2 separate regions of the Thunnus thynnus genome follow, and region 1 is linked to region 2. The links are chromatin contacts, called in public Hi-C maps. All regions are on one chromosome and are shown on one strand. The core of a region is the stretch at or near the end of the contact, and the rest is flanking DNA. Distances in the headings are between cores, read along the strand shown. Region 1 holds the start of foxo3b (forkhead box O3b). Region 2 holds the start of sesn1 (sestrin 1).

Region 1 (4,353 bases), core at 1,052-3,551, 140 kb after region 2:
CAAGGTTTACATAACAAATGGCAAACTGGGCAATGCCGCTGTGGCTACAGTAACACGGCAGAAATGTAGCCTCTAAATATAAATGTAAAAAAAAAACAAACATAAAGTGATAAAACCCATATGGTCACTATAAACTCACTATTCACAACTACACACACACTAAATGACTGTAAGAGCACCACATGGATTTTCATAGTGGAGGGTTTTTTTTGCCTATATAGCAGAGGTCTTCTCAGGATTCATATTTTTCCACAGAGTGTGATCGTTATATCGTTTTGTTTACTTTCAGCCTGTGTCCTATTAATGGATTAGCTGCTGTTCAGTAAACTGTCTTATGTAATTGTATCAATCTCTGGTCAAATAGGCTACTGTGTTTCCAGACAAACCGGTTACAACGTTTCTGTTTGCTCTAATTCCAGCCATGTGACTGACTGAGGCCTCAGAGGAATATTATGCACATAACTCATCAAAAAAGTCAAATAAAAAGAGAACAAAAAACCTGCATCTGATGTAGTTTCAATCAAAACTACACAATCTTATGATTATATATGTATTACATTTCAGATCACAAAATATCATGTTTTGCTCCAGTTTTTTTTTTTTAGATAATTGTGTGCAGGTCACCAAACCTCACTCTGCTTAGAGATTAATGATCTTGAATGCCCTCCTGGGGGGATTTTTTCAGAATGATCTGCAATTTCCATTAGAATGATAATGAGAGGTATAATGAGTGCCAGACTTTCCAAATAGACGCTCGTAAAAACATGACTGCGCTGGTATAATTGTGTGCGTGCGTGAGTGTCTGTCTGTGCGTGAACGTCAGTGGGTTTACAAGCCACATGCTTTTTGTTTTTGTTTTGATGGAGGAAGGAGGGGGGGCTGGGTGGATGTGTGGGTGAGTGGGTGGTGGGACGACTCTTACCTTCCATCCTGCAGAGCTGTTGCTGTCGCCTTTGTCTTTGAAGTAGGGGATGGATCTGACCATCCAGTCATAAATTTGGGACAGTGTCAGTCTCTTGTCCGGCGCGCTCTCAATGGCTTTGGTTATCAGGTCGGCGTAGGAGAGATTCCCCCAAGCGTTACGGCGAGATGATGCTTTCCTCGGGGTCTGCTGAGCAGCCAAGCTGCTCGGGGTCAATGCGCCAGAGGTGGCCGTCGGGGAGTGCGAGGAGAGCGGGGAGCCTCCGCTCTCGTGGCCGGGAGAGGAGAGCGCTCCATCGGCTGCGGGGCTGTTGCTGCTCTGGTCCTCTGTTGCCACGCCAGAACCATTGATGGCCGTAGGGGTGGCACTGTCCTCTTCATCATCCTCCTCCTCAGGTATAATATCTGTGTCATTGCTCTCCGGTTTCACCGCGTTCGAGTCTGGTCGTGGCAGCGGCCAGGTGCAAGATCTGGGCCGCTTTTGAGGCTCGAAATCTGGGTCGATGACCACGTCCAATTCCGGGAGTGTGTCGGGGAGCGGAGCCTCAGCCATTGTCTCCTGCCCCAGTCACAATGTCGCCCCCGCTGCCAGGTAATAAAGTTATAAGACAAGAAATGAAGAGCTGTCAAAGTCGCATCCCATGAATGCGCGCTCCCGTCCTTTGTTGCTATTCCACACCAGCGAAGTCCAAACAGGGCCAAGAGCAACTTAGTTATTAACGCCTGTTGAAGACATAAAGAAATAATAAATAAACCTAACACACTCAGTTAGAGCCAAATTAAAATACAACCGCTTCCACAAAAAGATATAAAACACTGCAGCTGAGTGTGAAGGCTGAACACACAAGAAGCTTCAATAAACTACTTCTTTAAAATGACAAAGGGGTTTAAATGAAGCTATTTGCCTCTCTGAGCTTCACTACATTCATAAGATTAGACTACTTGCTCATGAATTGGAGCTCTACTCAAAATCCCGTCCTGGTGCAAGCAGCTGAATCCACCTACTGGAGATCAATGGCTCAGGAGAAAGTGCTCCGACCTCATCTCACTGGGAATAAATAATCTCTTAAGACTTTAAAGGAAATACCTTGCGCTCCGTGGTACCAAAAACCAGAAGAGGCTAGATCCCGGATTGTCCACTTCCAGATGCCATCTTGCCTCTTTTCTCTTTCACTCCTCAAGTGCGCTCTGCGATATAGAGACAGACAGATAGGATGTATGCAGGGCAAGTCAGTGTCGATGTGGAATAAGACTGCCACCTCACTCTGGGTTACTACTGTATCTCGATTTGTTCTCCTCACAGCGCTGCACGCATATACACACACACACACACACATACACATACACGCACACACATACACACACACACGCACACAGACACACGCATGCAAGTCGATCAAGGTCCAGCCCCCTGGATCCTGTGCATGGGATCGCCTTTTAAAGAGACACTACAGTCCTAAAGGACGGTGCTGCCTGTGTGCAGGGCGACTTAACAGAGGCTGGGACACGTCCTGACATGTTGGTGATGAGCACAAAATAGAAACACACAGCAGAAGAGGGAAGGAGAATTATTATACTGAATTGATATATTATTATTATTTTTAGAGAGATTAGAGAGAAATCGAGCCGGTAAAAGTGGTGTTTACATACCCAACTTTAGTTTTCAGTTTAGGATCAGTAAAATAATAACTGGCACTAGCTACAGGTGTGCTGCAGGTTTCTACTTTGTTAGAAGCCGTTCAGTTTGATGAAAAGCAATTTAGAGTTGCAACTAACAATTATTTTCATTATCAATTAATCTGTGGACTATTTTTGTTGATTAAACAATTAATCCCTCCATAATATGTGCGACCAACAGCCCAAAAATCCAAAGATGAACGAGCAAATACTCACATTTGAGAAGCAGGAACCAGTGGATTTTAGACATGTCTGCTTAAAAATGACAATCAATATAGTTTCTAATTGATTTTCTATCGACTCCTAATTGATTAATCACCTAATTGTTGCACCTGTAAAACAGTTGCAATTATTTACTGTGTTGAAATAGAAACTGTGTTTAAAAATGACCTCTTGTCATCGTCCAAATGTTCATTTTTAAAGAAATTATGTGTAAAATATCTGCAGATTTATGCAATGGCATCACTAAAACATTATGTCAATGTAAACTCACTAAGAATCATCATAATCACATTGCCAGATGATTTTTTAAGGAATTTTAGGCAATAAGAATTTAATTTTTGCTAGGATTAGTTAAATGTTTAATACATGAATTCAACATTATGAAACGTCCTGAATGTTAGTCAATGGAATATTTATTAATATCCTACATTTCATAATATCACACATATTGTGATTTCTGCTTTAACTTCTCTATATATCTTTTGCCATCAGCCTCTTGTTGATTGTGCCTTTAATCAGCGTGCCAGGCTGTCAATCACGTCTGTCAGGGCGCGCAGGCCACGCCCCCTTTCTGGAGCCCGTTCCACCTCGTCCAGGATGACGTCATCCCGTTTATTAGCCAGAGATAAAGGAAGAAATCCTAGATGGGTCTCCATCTGTAAGTGATGCCCTGGACCTCCCTCCTCCTCCTCCTCCTCCTCCTCCTTGACTGGATCAAAACAGCCTCGTCCACGTCTTCTTTGTTTCACCGAGGGCTGCAAGGTGCGCGTCCACCTGCGCGTGCTCGCCGTTTCTGTGCAGGAATGCGCATTCACAGCTGACCATAACAAGATTCCACTTTGATATACCTTGAGGGATTCAAGGTGTTTGTGTGATACTCAAATATGTTGTGTGTTTTGACAAATCACAGTAATGTAATATTTTAGGATATTATGTGGTGTTTATTATGCTGTGATAAGGTGATGATGTCATAATATTATTTCTTATGGGACTGGGCAAGGGTTTATTCTTGGCTACCTCAGAATAAATACTACACTCAAGCTTTTTGTGTTTTCAGGTCCACCTATATTACTGTGTTCAAATATCAGCAAGCTGGGAGACACGCTCTCTACAAAGGATGAACACTGTTGTTTATCTGTGTTCATTGACACACATTTAACCAAGCAGATTGGTACAGCACACAAGCTCATTTGCAGCGGCAGTCTAGAGTCTGTACTGTACAGGATTACAGGAGATAGTTGGTCTACACACACACACATTGTGTGATGCTTTTTGTTCCCTTCACATCAAAGAGAATACCTGATGCAGCAGTTTGGCTCCTGCAGAGGACTATAGAGTTAACTGCTCACTGGATGTATAGAGGGAGTTTAGGATGTCTGAGTGTGTGTCTGTGCAGAAATACTGTATGTAGTCAGCTGTATCAGACATCTGTATCAGAGATGAAGCTTTTTATAGCTTTAAATGACTTCATATGCTGAACCTTTAGAATATTTGAATTGAGTTTTAGTAAGAATTTGTTAGAATTTAGTGCAC
Region 2 (4,137 bases), core at 1,003-3,502:
AAGTCTCCATTCTGTGATAGTCGTTTCGAAAATAATCATAAGCTTATATCCAATGTTCTCAGGCTGCTTATGTTGGTTGTAAATGATTGTAATGCGGCTAACTGACTTCTTCCAGCGACTCAGTTGTCCTGCTGTCAGCCATCAAACCAGGCAGTCCGGACTTTTTAAATTTCCCTCCTCTTTGCCGCTTTCCTCGCTGTAGTTCCGCCTGCGCTCCTCCTTCACCATCACAAGCTAAACTGTTACATATTTTCTAAGATAATGTGAAGAGAGAGAGAGATTGCAACATCTGATAAAGGTTTTGTTACGGAAACACCATCAGGCACATTTTTTCCATCATATTATATAACACAGAGAGGGTGACACTTGCCAGAATGGTTGTATTGTGGTTTCCCCTATAAACAATATCAGCTCAACACTTACAGTATACCACACACTGAGAGGAAATATTTTAATAAGATAAAATCAAATGTTGAGAGTTAATCGTGCCCAGACTACATCTTTACAGGCATTCCATGCAAACTCACATGTTGGCAAGTTGCCTACCTGTCAAATGGATGTTTATAAAAATGATCTACTTTAAATAAAGTGCTGAAGTGCTGTGACTCATTGTTTATAATATCCACCTTTACCCTTTAAGAAAAGCTAAAACCAAATAGAAATCTAAAACCTTGCAAAACGATTGGCAGTAATGTACAGTCGGGCTGTAGCCCGCATTTTAGAGATACAGAGGTCACAAGTCCTGCCTGCAGCTTTATAGATAAGAAGTATTTTTTTTGCCTGATTTTGTTACAGCAATGTCTAACCTGTAGGATTTTATTTATATTATTTAATAATTAATATTTCTTAAAAGGGTCTTATTTTTATATGTAAATGTTACAAACATTGATGCATGGAGTGTATGTGAAACTTTGGTTTTACTAATGAAATCTGGCATTATGAACATTTTCCTTAACCACAAATAGGTAATATGGAAAACTATTTAGAGTAGATTCAACTATATTGTCATTGAACAAGTACAAGTACTTAACCATGTGATGCAGTTGGCATCTAACCAGAGTGCAATTTAGGCATAAAGTGCTGATGTGTCTCGGACTCAGAGCAGCTTACAGGATATACAAGATGTAGATATACAGATATACACTTGTGCAGTGATGCAGTATGTTAAATAAAGCGGCATTGTGGTGAATAAAGGGTTCAGTTTGTTAGGGTTTATTACAGTTCAGCAGAGAAACAGCAGTATAGGGAAAAAAAGGCGTTCCAACCCTGATTTTTACCAGTTTTAAAAGTTATGCATAATAATTGTTTGTAAAACCACCATATCACCCGAAAATATTAACATGACCACAATGTCTTCAGTAGCAGCTTTGGCTTTACAGGATCCCAACAGGTCGCCCGATTGGACCAGGGCCTACTTTGCATTAGGAAAATAGTCATCTTACGGTCTGCAAAATGTGCAATTGAAATGCATCTCTTTGAGGCATGGGCGCTGTCCCCTAAAACCAATGCTAAACCAAATTTTCTTCACTAAGGCTATTGAAGGTTAGTAACGTGTCATAGCCAGTCTATTAATCAATGACTCGGTGTACATTTGCACAGCTGTATGCAAATACAGCCTGCTACATATCTGCAGTATGTCAGGTGTGTTGCACTGAGAGAAGTTACCTGCGAGACTTGTTTTGCTATTTGCAAAACACTTGTGTTTCTTTTTGCAGATTTTTGCATCTTTTGTAGATTTCTATTCTCTACTTTCTCATTTACAACAAACACACTTGTCCTGAAAACATACTTGCATTACATGGCTCAACAGAATCGCATTTCAACTTCTATCAGTCAATTTCACATGTTGACATTCACATATTAACATATTGTTTAACTGATCATTTTGGTAAGTAGTTTGACAGTTCACTTGAATACAAAAGGGGGTTAAATACAACACTATTCGAGTGGAAATGTACAACATCTCCCTCTCTCTCCCTGTCTGTTTTTCTGTCTCTGTTATTTCTGATAAACAAGAGAAGGGGGGCCAGCCACCGACGCAATGTATTATGGGAGATGTATTTCTGAAGCGCTAGACCCCGCCAGGCACAGTGAATGTTAAGAGATTTAGAGAATCCAACTCCCATAAACCCTCCCCCGGGAGCATGGCAACTCCCCACCAACCAATCATTTGTCAGAGTCCTCATAGTACCGCCCCTAGAATTCCAATGAACGCCGCTCATTGGCCGGCCCGTTGTGCCAATCAAACGCTAACTCCCGAGTTGTTGCCTCCTGCCGTTTGTACCCTGGTAACTGGTCAGTGCTGTAAGCAAGGCGTCCCGTATCAGAGGAACTGCGCCAAAGAATGTCAATAAAGTGAGTATTTGAGTATGACACTTTTTACTTTTGGCACACGTTGAAAGCTTTGTGTGTGGGAATGTTGTTTTTCACCGCGGTTCTGCGGTACTTTACCGGTGTCTTTGTTAACGGGCAGCTTGAAAGACCAGGCAGAGAGAGATTGAATGGAGCTCACTAACGTTAACTGACAAGCTGCGTATTTGTACATTTTTTAATCATGATAGTCATTTCAAAAGCTTATTATCGTTTGCACAATCGATAGTTGGCAATAACACTTTAACTGCCTGCTTATGGAGGACAGTATACTAGTTAAAGTGCAGGATATTTATAAAACCAGGCTGTTTTTCTTGGAAGAAGGTAATAGACCAAGTGTCACTGTGGTGCAACTGATACATTTCTGGTAAACAATTTTCAACATTTTCAACAACCTAACCGGTACTGGATTTTTGAAGCCGATACAGAAATCCTAACAGATTTGTTGTAACAATCTGATAGTGATGTATTGCCGATTTTTTTTTTTTTACATAAACTTCTAACATTTACATGTTTGATAAATTCCTTAACTTTGCTTATTAAGAAATTGTGACCAGAGTGAGGTCAGGTGTTATGATGACATATAACATGTGACAATATAAATTTGTCAGCTGCCTGAGATTTTTTCCATACCATTCATATTGATACCGTGGCATTGATACCTTTTAATTTAGTGTGATATCAGTGTGATTTTTTGCAGCATTGTAATGAAGTACCTTCATTTGATTGGTACTTGGTTTGCTGTTTTTTTAAGTCTATAAACAGAATGTTATTTGATTTTCAAGAAAATTTACTTTATCACAATATATATTGCAATATAAAAAATGCATATATAGATAGAGGTTTTATCCATATTGCTCACGCCTATGTAGTACTGAGCATGACATTTTACAGTTGAAAAATAAACTTATATGCTCCCTGGTGCACAAACTACGTAATAGCAGCAGTGTTTCTAAATTACAGCAAATACATTTTTGTGCTTGTTGCTTATCAGCAGACATCCAGTATGTGCTGATACCAATATATGTATATGTGAGGTGTGATAAGCTAATATTGGCCAGAAATATCGGCTGGCTGAATTATCAGTCAGACTCTAATTCTGCCATGCTATGTTTGACCGCTCCCCATAAGCATGATATTCAAAACATCTAGCAAATGTTGTTTGAACACACTGCGATGCTGTGATGTAAACTTGGACTGTTTCATGTATCATTTGTTGTGCAGCCTGTTGTAAGACAGCACAAGCATTAGTCCTACGTCAAAAGATGGAAGTGCAGGACCAGGAGTCTCTGGGGAGATGGGACGGGCTGGGCAGCCGGGATGCCAGCTCCAGATCTGCAGCCATGGAACACATCGGCCAGGAGGTCATGAAGAAAGTTGAGGCTATCGGGCCCATACCAGCATCGCCCCTCTTGCCTCCAGCACTGGGAAGCCTGCCTAACAGTGACCTGAATGACATCCTGGCTCACCTTCTCATGCTCTCCAGACGATGTCCTTTCGAAGATGTCAAGGAGCGATGCATTCGGCTTCTAAAGGCTGTCCAGGTAGGAGATTCATACAGTTTATATGAGACCATGGTGAGCCTTTTTGTACTAAACCAGCACCAGGCAGTCATACGTCCTCTCATACTAGGGCTTATGGTATTGTTCTGCTGCCATCTGCCTCTCTTCACCTCTTTATAACCATTGTAAACATTGTGCTTGAGTCAGAACCCTGTGCTAAGACCAATGCATGTTTTGTCAAGTGAATTACGGTCAATGACACGGT

What was found. Hi-C and Micro-C count contacts between places; a contact is called where the count stands out from the background.
Region 1: a contact with region 2 is called in a Hi-C map of muscle, with 3 times the contacts expected there. The contact joins the promoter of foxo3b here to the promoter of sesn1 in region 2. A contact is called at or near these places in 3 of 3 Hi-C or Micro-C datasets (heart and muscle).

Annotation. Positions count from the first base shown.
Region 1 is chr18:18,885,127-18,889,479 of fThuThy2.1, forward strand. It overlaps foxo3b (forkhead box O3b), which reads right to left and starts at 2,302. Exons shown (of 4, transcript XM_067572871.1): 1 at 2,009-2,302; 2 at 923-1,644. The coding sequence starts at 1,474.
Region 2 is chr18:18,743,341-18,747,477 of fThuThy2.1, forward strand. sesn1 (sestrin 1) reads left to right here and starts at 2,253. Exons shown (of 10, transcript XM_067572812.1): 1 at 2,253-2,355; 2 at 3,595-3,914. The coding sequence starts at 3,636. cep57l1 (centrosomal protein 57, like 1) reads right to left here and starts at 184. Exons shown (of 11, transcript XM_067572862.1): 1 at 1-184. The coding sequence starts at 10.